2 separate regions of the Mus musculus genome follow, and region 2 is linked to region 1. Evidence: chromatin contacts called from public HiChIP or PLAC-seq data. All regions are on one chromosome and are shown on one strand. Each heading gives the region's core, a stretch centred on a gene start, on an enhancer-like site or on the middle of the called end of the contact. The rest is flanking DNA. Distances are from core to core; before and after follow the strand shown. Region 1 has its middle 16 kb from the start of Ctsd. Region 2 holds the start of Syt8 (synaptotagmin VIII).

Region 1 (4,990 bases), core at 1,601-4,100:
ACACCTCCCAGACCTAGACTTCAGCTCTTATTTGCACCCCGTGATTACATTCCTATTCTGTTATCCTTGATAATCTCCCACTGTGAGGTCGGCTGCTTAGGGACATGAATTCCTTGTACAGCTCTAATTCCCAGTCACAGGGAGCTAACACACACAGGTTCCTGGAGGCTGGGGCATGAACCTCCTTGGGGGCCACTCTTCTGCCCACCGCCCTCAATCCCTCATTAGTTCTAATTGCTGAATAGTTTTCCGGCATGCGTAGGCCGCAGTTGGTTTACTCATTGAACTCTCTGAGGTCATTTGTTGGGTCCCAGGTTGGGGCCATTACCGGGGAAGCTGCAGAAGTTTTCACACTCAAGTGTTCTCTGGGGGTTATGGTTTTACTTCTGTACACAGAGTGGTGGGGTTGGGGGACACAGTGAAAGCTTAAGAGACTTTTTTTAAAGCATCCAAGCGGTGTCTACAACACCCTCCTCACCCTTCCCACCACTTTAGTCTGGCAAGTTCGACTCTAGCCATTTTGACCAGTGAGTGTGAGTATCCTTCAGGCTCTAATTTGCATTTCTCTAATGGGCTATCAAGTCATGGGATGCGTTTATTAAGATGCTTCCCTAATTATTTGTGGGGTTCTTTGTCTTGTTACTGAAGGGAAAGAATTCTTGTATGCATCTTCTCCCAGCCTGTGGCTATTATTACTATTACTATTATTATTATTATTATTATTATTATTATTATTATTATGGTGATGATGTTTCAAAGAAGATGTTTTCTTTGTTGTTATTTTTTAGGGGGTTGTTTATTATTTTTATTTTTTTTTAATCTCTGTGGCCCAGACTGGCTTGGAACTCACTACATAGTCATGGCTGGCCTTGCACTCATGGGAATCCTACTGCCTCAGCTTCTTGAGTGCTAGTATTAGAGGTATGAACAACATCCCCGTTTTTTTTTTTAAAAGAAGATTTTATAAATGTGTTGATTGTTTGTCTATAATTCCATTTTATGCTGTATTTTAAAATATATTTTTGCTAATTTCAAGGTAAGTGTCACAGTTAGCTTAATTGTCAACTTGACAGGACCCTGAGTTAACAGGCAAGGCAGTATCAGTGGGGGACTAGCAATATTGGATTGGTCTGGTGGATGTGTTGTCTTGATTAATTGATGTGGGACGACCCAGGCTATGGTGCCCAGCACCATCCATTAGGCAGGGGCTCCTGAGACAAACTCCATGTGAATGTTATCCCAGGTATATTATAGGAGTTGACTTGCTGACCGGACTGGAGAGATGTTTATGCCTCAGACTGTATTGGTTTCTTTTCTTACAGTCTTTGCCTGGCTGTGGAGTCAGTTCAGTGCTGCCCTCTGAACAAGCTAGGAAGAGCCAAGCTCCTCACCTTTGAGGAACAATTCCTTGGCAGTTGCTGCCACACTTTAGGTGTGAGAGGAGTGTGCCTGCAGAGCCTTGAAGGAGTTTTCTCTGTATGCCTGTTTATGTATGTGCAGGCCAGAGGATTCCTCAGGGGCTATCCACCTCCTTTGAAACAGGGTCTCTCATTGGCCTGTAACTGGCCAAGGAGGTTAGGCTGGCTGGCTACTGTCCCAGGGATCCACCTATCTCTGCTTCCCTAGTATGGGAATTACAAACACACACCTGACTTTGTACAGGGTTATCTGGGATTAATTTTGGTTTTTTATTTTTTTATAATGAGCATGATCCTGATCTTTATAATTGTTAGGAAAAAATTGGCTCAGGACCTCCCAAGACCAAGTTCTCAGCACAAGGGAGGTTTATTTGCCCCAGAGGGACAGAGGGTAGGTAATAAGAGACAAAGACAGGAGATAGAGGATGAGGCAGAAGGGAAGGGAGGGAGGAGGGGCATTTGTCCTGGAGTGGAGACAAAGGGCTGCCTCTGGATAGAGAAGGGACAGATGTGGCCCATAGAAAAATGGCAGGTTATAAAGGTACAAGGGGAAACCCTGAATTAGAATGAGGTGTTTAATTTTGTTGATTAGGTGAGCCAAAGGGGGCTTCTAACTGTTGGACTTCAGTACTTTGATAGCTGGACCTTGGTAGTCAGTCTCAGGAAAAGGAAGTAGTCAGATAAAGGAATCGACCTTGGTGGCTAGCCTTAGGAATATAATCTAAAAGGTTTCTATCAAGGCAGAGAGAATTGGGAAGAAGGGCAAGGCCTACCAGAGCCACATGCTCAAGTGGGCGAGTGTCCCTTCAATAATTGTTAAAAAACAGAAGGGACTACAAGAAACCACTCCATGCTCCTGGCTAAGGTAAACCATCCAAACCACTGAGGACAGATGTTGCCCCAGTAGCTTTATGTCCATGAAGGAAGTTGACACTGTACTTAAGAATATTCCTTCAGGACTGGGAAGATGTCTTGGGATGTGAAGTGCTTGCCTCTCGAGGAACTGAGTTCGGTAGAGTGCTCACTTAGGATGCACACAGCCATGGGTTCCATCCTTGGCACCACATAAGCCGGTGTGATGGAGCACACTTGTAATCACAGCACTTGGGGAATAGAGACAGGAGGATCAGGAACTCAAGGACACCCTCAGCTACAATAAGCGTTTGAAGCCAGCCTGGGCTACATGAGATCCTTTCTTCTAACAATGAATGAATGAATGAATAAATAAATAAATAAATAAATAAATAAATAAATAAATAAAATCCCTGACCCTTTCTTTCAACCATAAGTAAGTAAGTAGGTAAATAAATAAATAAGTAAAATCCTAGGTCCCTTTAAAGAAGTTTAGGTAACTGGCTCCATGAGAGTTCCTCTCCAACTTGTACTGAGTTAGGCAAAATTGCACATCACGCTGTAGCTTTGTTTACGCTGAGTTCACAATGCTTCCTGACTTCCTCCTGGAGGTCTCTGGCTCTTGCCTGCTAATCTCCGTGTTACATCAGTGTTCGGCTGCTGTGTCACAAATGCAACCAGACATCAAAGTGCCAATCCACCCATGCTTGTTGCTACACAGTAGTCAGAAGACCAGGCTGGGCTTCAGCTGCCTGTGCTCAGGCCTAGATCATGGGGTCTACCCCCAAGATCTTGTTTGTTTGTGGGTTGAACCCAAGCCCTTGTGGTTACAAGACTGATATTATAATAGACCTAAAAACAACAAAACAAAACCAGGGTACTGTCTGGACAGAGGGCTTAGCAGTTAAGAGTGCTTACTGTGCAGAGTCCATCTCCCAGTACTCAGTCAACAAAGCAGCATGTTGTGTGCCCCAGCTCCAAGGAAGATGGAGACAGAATGACAGCTGGGCTTGTTGGCTTCCACACTAGCTGAGAAAACCTGAGCTTCAGGTTCCTGGAGAGATCATACCCTAAAGAAGTAGGTGGGGGTGACAGAGGAGTCACCGCTCTCCTCTGAGTTCTGTGTACACACACACATGCACACTCATGTACAGACATAATGTGTTACTGTGTTTTATATAAAAAGAAGAGCTGTGTATGTATATGTAAGGTAGATCACATACGCCTGTATTCCCAGCACTGGGAAGCAGAGAAAGGACAGTCATTTGTTCAAGGTCAAGGCCAACCTGGGCTACTTGATATTCGGTCTGCAGAAACTGCACTTAGAAAAAGCTTGTGAGATTAGGCCAAACCACAGATGCCTCTCCTACCTCCAACTCCTGCTTGCTTTGGGCTAATGAATAATGTGCAGTGCTTGCCTAACATGCATGAGGTCCCAGGATCCCCAGAGTCTCCAAATTAATGATTATGAGAATGAAGAAGTGAATTCTGTTCTTGCGGGAGATTCTGTGGTGCTGTGCACTGGCCAGGGGTGATAGAGAGATGAAGTCTAATCCTTCCTGACATGGAGCTGTTGTACTCCTACCATGGAGAGACAGAGCTGAAGAGTTCTCTCACTTCAGACATCCCATGATCCCCCTGTTCACCTCTACCCTACCCCACATTCCACCCCACCCAGCGATGGCGCCATCACCTTGGTTTTGCCTTATGCACATGTCCAGGAGCTGAAATCACGGTTTACTGCCTTCTTTCACTCGGCCGCATGTGTTTCCATTGACTTTCATGACTTGATACGTTATATCCATCATATGGCTTCATCAAAGGCTATTTATCTATTCACTTCATAAAATACATTTTGTTTGGTTTGGAAATATGATAATAAATAAAGAATAAAGTGGCTATCTCATTTCCATTATGACAAAATACTCCCCCCCCAAGGCAACTTGGGAAGAAAATTATTTATTTCAGTCTACAAATTCCAGGTTACATTCCATCACAGCAGAGAAGTCACAGCCTCAGGAGCTCAATAGAGTCCCATCACAATAGAGTCCCATCACAATAGAGTCCCATCACAATAGAGTCCCATCACAATAGAGTCCCATCACAATAGAGTCCCATCACAATAGAGTCCCATCACAATAGAGTCCCATCACATGCACAGTCAGGAGCAGAGAGACATGCATGCGTACATGCCTGTTTGCATGGGCTCATCTCGGTTTCTTCGCTCCTAATTCAGGACGCCTTGCCTAAGGAATGGTGCCCCCCACACTGGGCTGGGTCTTCCCACATCAATTAACAATCATGACAAGCTATCACAGACACGCTCACAGGCCAATCTGATGGAGACAATTCCTCAACTAAGACTCTTCCCAGGAGAGTCAGGTTGGGTCAAATTGGCAGTTAAATTTAAAGAGTACAGGTGCTTTCACCAGGTGTATGCAGATTTCTGCGTGGAGGTCTGTGAATTTGCTAGATGGATTCTATGGTGGTTATGGAAGTTAAGAAATTAGAAGAAATCTCTAAACTGTCTTCCAAATGGGCCTTACTGTTCGGCATACTTATCAGTGGCGAGGGATGCTTTCTGCCCTATGACATCCTTGTCAGCCCTTGGTGATGTCATTGTTTGAACATTAGCTATACTAGTAGGTATGCAGTGGTATCTCATTTTCACTTTGTCATATGATACTGAGCATCTTTTCATATACCTATTTGCCATCTGC
Region 2 (4,990 bases), core at 1,345-3,844, 33 kb after region 1:
TTCTACAGCAGAAGTTTCCTCAACAAGGTCTGTCTCATCAGCCCAGAGACGTTAACCATTACACATTCCAATGTCTGACTGTCAGGCACAGATAAGGGCTGAAGAGTGGTCAGACCGGACCAACTGGTCAGAGCACAATGAGGAGCCCAGGCTACAACACTGGTTGGAGCCAAACTAACTGAACAGATTATTGCCAATGATCTAACCTCGGACACCAGGAAGAGGACTTGCTCATTGGGAAGCTAAAAACTCAAGGGAATAGGTCCGGATGGGCTCCAGAACATTCTCTGAGGGTGGCAGCGAAGTCAGTCAGGCCCTCATGGCCCCAGGATAGTCCGCCACAGTGCTAGGCAGCTCCCTTACAGGGTTCCACCCTCTTTGTGCTGAGTTCCCTAGGCCTGCATTGCCAGGGGGCACATTCTTCAACTAAGCAGGTTGTGACTCAGGACTTCTGGGTGTGTGAGCCTGCACAGAGGTCAGCCCAGCGGGCCTATCACCCCCTTTTGTGCAAAGTTTGGTGTGGCTTGGAGTAACCTCCAGCCTTGAGGAACACCTCAAGATAGCATAGAGTCCAGATACCTGCTCCAGGACCTCAGAGAGGGGAGACCTTCGCTCTCAAGGGAGTTTCCTGGTTTATGAGGGCCAGCAGTTCCGGTCATTAGGTGGGGCTCCCCAAAGCCCTGCCTCCACACCCCTTCTTCCCCACAAGATTCATTTGATCACTAGCAACAGGCACCACGGGCTCTGCTGTGGGCATCAGGTGCTGCCTGAGAGTGGACAACCAGCCTCCCAGTGACTAGGGTCTGAGCAAGCAGGCCTGAGTCCACCCGTCACAGGAAGCAGTAGGTATCAGGTGAGGAAGGGATCACCTCTATGCTTGTCTTGGCGGGTGTCTTGCTTTTCTGGGGGGGGGGGGGAAAGAACTCAGAAACCTGCTACCTTTGAAATAGCACAAGGTCTGGTTAGGCTGAGGGTAGGTAGGTGAGGTTGGCAGCAAGTCTAACCCAGAAATGAGTACCTGACCCTGGGCTGACAGAAAATTTGGAGGAGAGGCTTAGCATTGTACTGAGTGGCTCACATCTTAAAGGGATCACTGGGTGACATCCAGTACAAGTCTGGTTCATTGTGAGGGACTCGAAAGAGATACCTGGAGAAGGTAAGGGCTCACACAAGCCTTGGAGAATGCGTGGATTGAGAGAGGCTGGGGCCATGGGTGCAGGCCTCAGACCCAACTGTGAGTCAGACATCCTGCCTGGAAGGGATTACAGAACTGGGTGTTCACAGCTTGGAGATGGAGCAGGGACTCCCACCTCCTTTTCCTAGGTCAAACAGTGCTAGTCCTTTGAGAGGGTCTTCCGCAGCAGTCACAGAAGACAGGCTGCAAGAGCAGGAAGATAAGGTGGGACTAGAGAATTATGACTCCTCTTTTCTGTCTGTCTAGCTCAGGCTGCTCACACTTTCTCTAAAGTAGCAAACTGAGTGCTACTGGTAGGTGGGGACCAGCGGGAAGAACGGCTCCTCCTAGTGGCTGTCTTTTTACTTGCACCTTTACCACCATTGGAACCTGGGAGTCCTAAGGGGCCTCCATGTCTCCAGGCCTTGAAACTCTCCCTAGTACCAGGAGCTGGTGTTTCTGAGGCCTCAGAATCTTCCGGAGACAGCTTCCAAACAGCCTGAAGCCTCCTGTAGGCATGTGTTACCACCATGCTACTCAGGATGCCCTCCTGAGTGACATACAGTTAGAAGTCACAACTTCTAGATCCTCTGTTCCCTACCACTTGTTCTTAGGATAAGGGAGGGAGGGCTTTAGACAAGAAGAACACACACACACACACACACACACACACACACACACACAGAGAGAGAGAGAGAGAGAGACAGAGAGACAGAGAGACAGAGAGACAGAGACAGAGACAGAGACAGAGACAGAGTCAGAGAGAGATCAATGTTACTTTAATCCCAACATTCATACCAGCTCCACCATTTCCAAATGGTAAAACATTTTGAGCCCCATGTGGAGGCCGGATTTGTTTGAGCCTGACCTTAGCCCTCTTGTGCTAGGGGCCCTTGAGGAACAACATCTCAGCTCCAGCTCCAAGCAGATTCTTTATAGGCATTGTGGCCTCTTGTAAAAACCTTCTGCACCTCAGCTCCAGAGCCATGCCAACTTCAGAGCCACTGGGGGTGCTCTGACCACCACCTATGGACTCCTGCCTAGCAGAGTCCTTCAGAAGGCCAGACAAGAGTGATATTAGTGGACAGGCAGGCTGTTGAGGCCAGCAGATCACCTCTCTCCATCCTCAGGGGACTCACCAAGCTCCTACTTCATCACCAAATTACAGATGAGTCTGAAACCGAGTTAGGGACTAGCTGTATAATACACAGGGCCTGGGGATGATTTAAAATATGGTACTTGTGCTAAAAACTGAGGAATTTCAAGAGGTGAAGAGGATATTCAGCCTAGCACTGTGGTCCTTCCAGGTGCCCACCAGACCACTCTCCATAGTCATTATGGCTTCTTGTTAAAAACCCTCTGCACCTCTGCTCCAGGGCCATGCCAACTTCAGAGCACCAGCCTCAGGCCACCCTTGAAAACATCATGGTTCCATGTGTGCAGGAGGACCTCTAAAGGGAGACGGAGAAGGCAGAGACTGGTCCCTTCCTGATCTGCAGCTGCCCCGAATCACTGAGAGATGCAAGGTTCTGAGCTCTGTGAGCTGTGGCTGCCAGTTAGTGAACCACTGATATTGCAGGAGGAGCTACCCTTTGGAATCATGTTGGGGACTCCAGGCTGAGGGCACAAGAGCAAGAGGGTCTATTAGTCACCCCTGGAGGAGTGGGCTGGTCTAGTAACTTGTGTGCAGTCTGGGCTTAGATACAGCAGGAGGGCTGGCAGGCTCTTGTGGCACAGTGGCATTAGACTCAAGTTTAAGAAACTGAGTTCTGGCCAGCAGTTGCCATCTAGGGAAGCTGTGGGGGAGGGGGGAGGTCCTGAGTTCAGCGAGTCAGTGGCTCCCAGTCCCCAGCTGAGAACCCCACCCTTTCTGCTCACGGGGTGGGGGTGGGGTGGGGGAGAAGCCAGCCTGCCAGGTGTTTCAGGCCCCAGGCAGGTAGGATACAGAGGCCAAAGCAGCTTCATGGCCTCCTCCTTTCCACTCCCATGCCAAGGGTGGCCAAGCAGGCAGGTAGACAAGTCTGGGCGGGCATTGATTCAGCATGGAGGAATGCTCAGGCTCTCCCAGCTATGCCCTGCCCCTGCCTGCCCCTACCTCGCCCTCAACCTCAGGCAATACTGGCCTGGTGCCCATGCCAGCAAAGCTCCTTCAGCCTAGACTTGCTGGAGCGCATGCCCACCTGCTGGTGGCCCTGTGCCCTGCATCCCCAATTCCCTCCTACATGACCTCATAGCCCAAGCTACTCTCGGACCTGAGGCTACAGTGAACCAACTGGACTACCGTGTAGAAGATGGCAGGTCTTTGGAATGTAGAGAGCTATGATGGGTCCTCTGTGCAGGAGATAAGACATCCCCAAAAATGAGAAAAGGCCTTTAAGTTCTAGAAAAAAAAAAAAAAAAAAAAAAAAAGGACAGAAATCTTCCAGATATGTAGGTTTGGAGGGTCCCAGTGAGCAAGGGCCAGCAAAAGCAGGTACCAGGCTGCCCCCAGGCCAGGCCTGGCCTACTTGGCTGGGGTTGGGAACTGGGAAAAGTGGCAAGAGTTGGGGCTTGCAGCAGCTAAGTCAGTGCTTTGGCCAAGGCCCAGAGCCTCTTTCTGCCTGGCTTCCTGGCTAGTGTCCTTGCCCTGGCTACCTTAGGCTACTTTCTTGCTTAGGGTGGACTCAGTACTGGCTGCTGACAGGTGAAGAGTCAGTACATAAAGGACCACCCCTCAAATGACCTGGATTCCACAACTATCTCCTCAAAGCTGATAGGAGCATGAAGATGGGGCACGCCTTAAACCCCTTCAGCACCTCTGCCCCACTTGATGCCACAGCTGGGCCCAGTCTCATCCCAGACCTCATCACCAGGATCCCCTGTGAGTGGTCGGAACCCCAAAAGCAGTGTGGGCATGGACCAGCCTAGTGGGGAGCCAGATTGTCTAGAGAGACATTTCAGCAGCCTGTGCCCCTGGCCTAGGGCCTCGCTGGACCCTCTTTATCGCCATCCTTGCTGCTGGAGTCCTCTTAGTCTCCTGTTTGCTCTGTGTCATCTGTTGCTATTGCCACCGCCATCGCCACAGGAAGCAACCCAAGGATAAAGAAACTGTGGGCCTGGGCAGTGCCCGTAATAGCACCACTACTCACCTGGTGAGGAGCAGAAACCCAAATCTACCTGTGTCCAGTCCTGTACTGGTTCACTCCGGGGAGGGGGTGGGGGGGTGCAAGGTTCAAGCTGGGGAGCTCAAGGCGGCCCTGGCAGGCCTTCTTCTCAGAGGAAGGAGATGAGCAGAGGTGATAGGGAACGAGTGATTCAGGAAGCAGGCAGATGTTGGTCCATGGTCCATTGGAAGCTACAGTAGTAGCAGTAGTAGCATATATGTCACATTGAAGGAAGATTGGCTGGTCTCAGGGAGCTGATCTGTGTTACAATAGTCCAGATCTCTGGTTAAAGATTGGTCTCAATCATACTTGCCTGATCTCCCACCATCCACCCCAGGTTCAACCAGATGTGGACTGCCTAGAACCCTGCTCTGGAGGGGACCAACAGTGGGGTCGACTCCTGCTGTCACTAGAGTATGATTTTGGAAGCCAGGAGGTAAGGCTCACTCAGCAGGTCCAGAGGCTCTGTGGTTGATGGAGAATGTGATGAATGAAGAGTCAGGTAGAGGGGAGCAGGGGAAAAGAACCTCTTGACCCCAGGCTGAGCCAACCCACTGGCCCTCAGATTAGAGTGGGCCTGAGGCAGGCTGGAAACCTGAAGGCTGAGGGCACAGCAGACCCCTACGCCTGGGTCAGTGTGTCCACCCAGTCTGGGAGAAGACATGAGACAAAG

What was found. HiChIP or PLAC-seq counts read pairs in DNA pulled down with a chosen protein or histone mark.
Region 2: an H3K27ac HiChIP or PLAC-seq map of the HPC-7 cell line shows a contact between it and region 1, with 6 times the contacts expected there. The contact joins the promoter of Syt8 here to the enhancer-like site in region 1. A contact is called at or near these places in 2 of 15 datasets of contacts at CTCF or cohesin (CD8 T cells and the NIH/3T3 cell line), 14 of 484 Hi-C or Micro-C datasets (CD8 T cells, CD8 central memory T cells, the HL-1 cell line and 10 more), 11 of 115 datasets of contacts at active chromatin or transcription factors (CD8 T cells, the HPC-7 cell line, bone marrow-derived dendritic cells and 8 more) and 3 of 9 other capture datasets (adipose tissue, liver and pancreatic islet).

What each region holds. Positions count from the first base shown.
Region 1 is chr7:142,400,876-142,405,865 of GRCm38.p6, forward strand. No RefSeq gene overlaps it. Among named protein-coding and RNA genes, the nearest start is that of Ctsd, 16 kb to the left of the region's middle. Within about 2 kb of position 2,851, at least 27 of the 459 cell types and tissues checked have an H3K27ac peak or open chromatin away from gene starts, as enhancers often do. A contact at or near this core is called in the HPC-7 cell line, adipose tissue, bone marrow-derived macrophages and 2 more, where this site is marked.
Region 2 is chr7:142,434,240-142,439,229 of GRCm38.p6, forward strand. Syt8 (synaptotagmin VIII) reads left to right here and starts at 2,595. Exons shown (of 9, transcript NM_001285861.1): 1 at 2,595-2,700; 2 at 3,924-4,034; 3 at 4,136-4,305; 4 at 4,655-4,753; 5 at 4,883-4,990. The coding sequence starts at 2,694.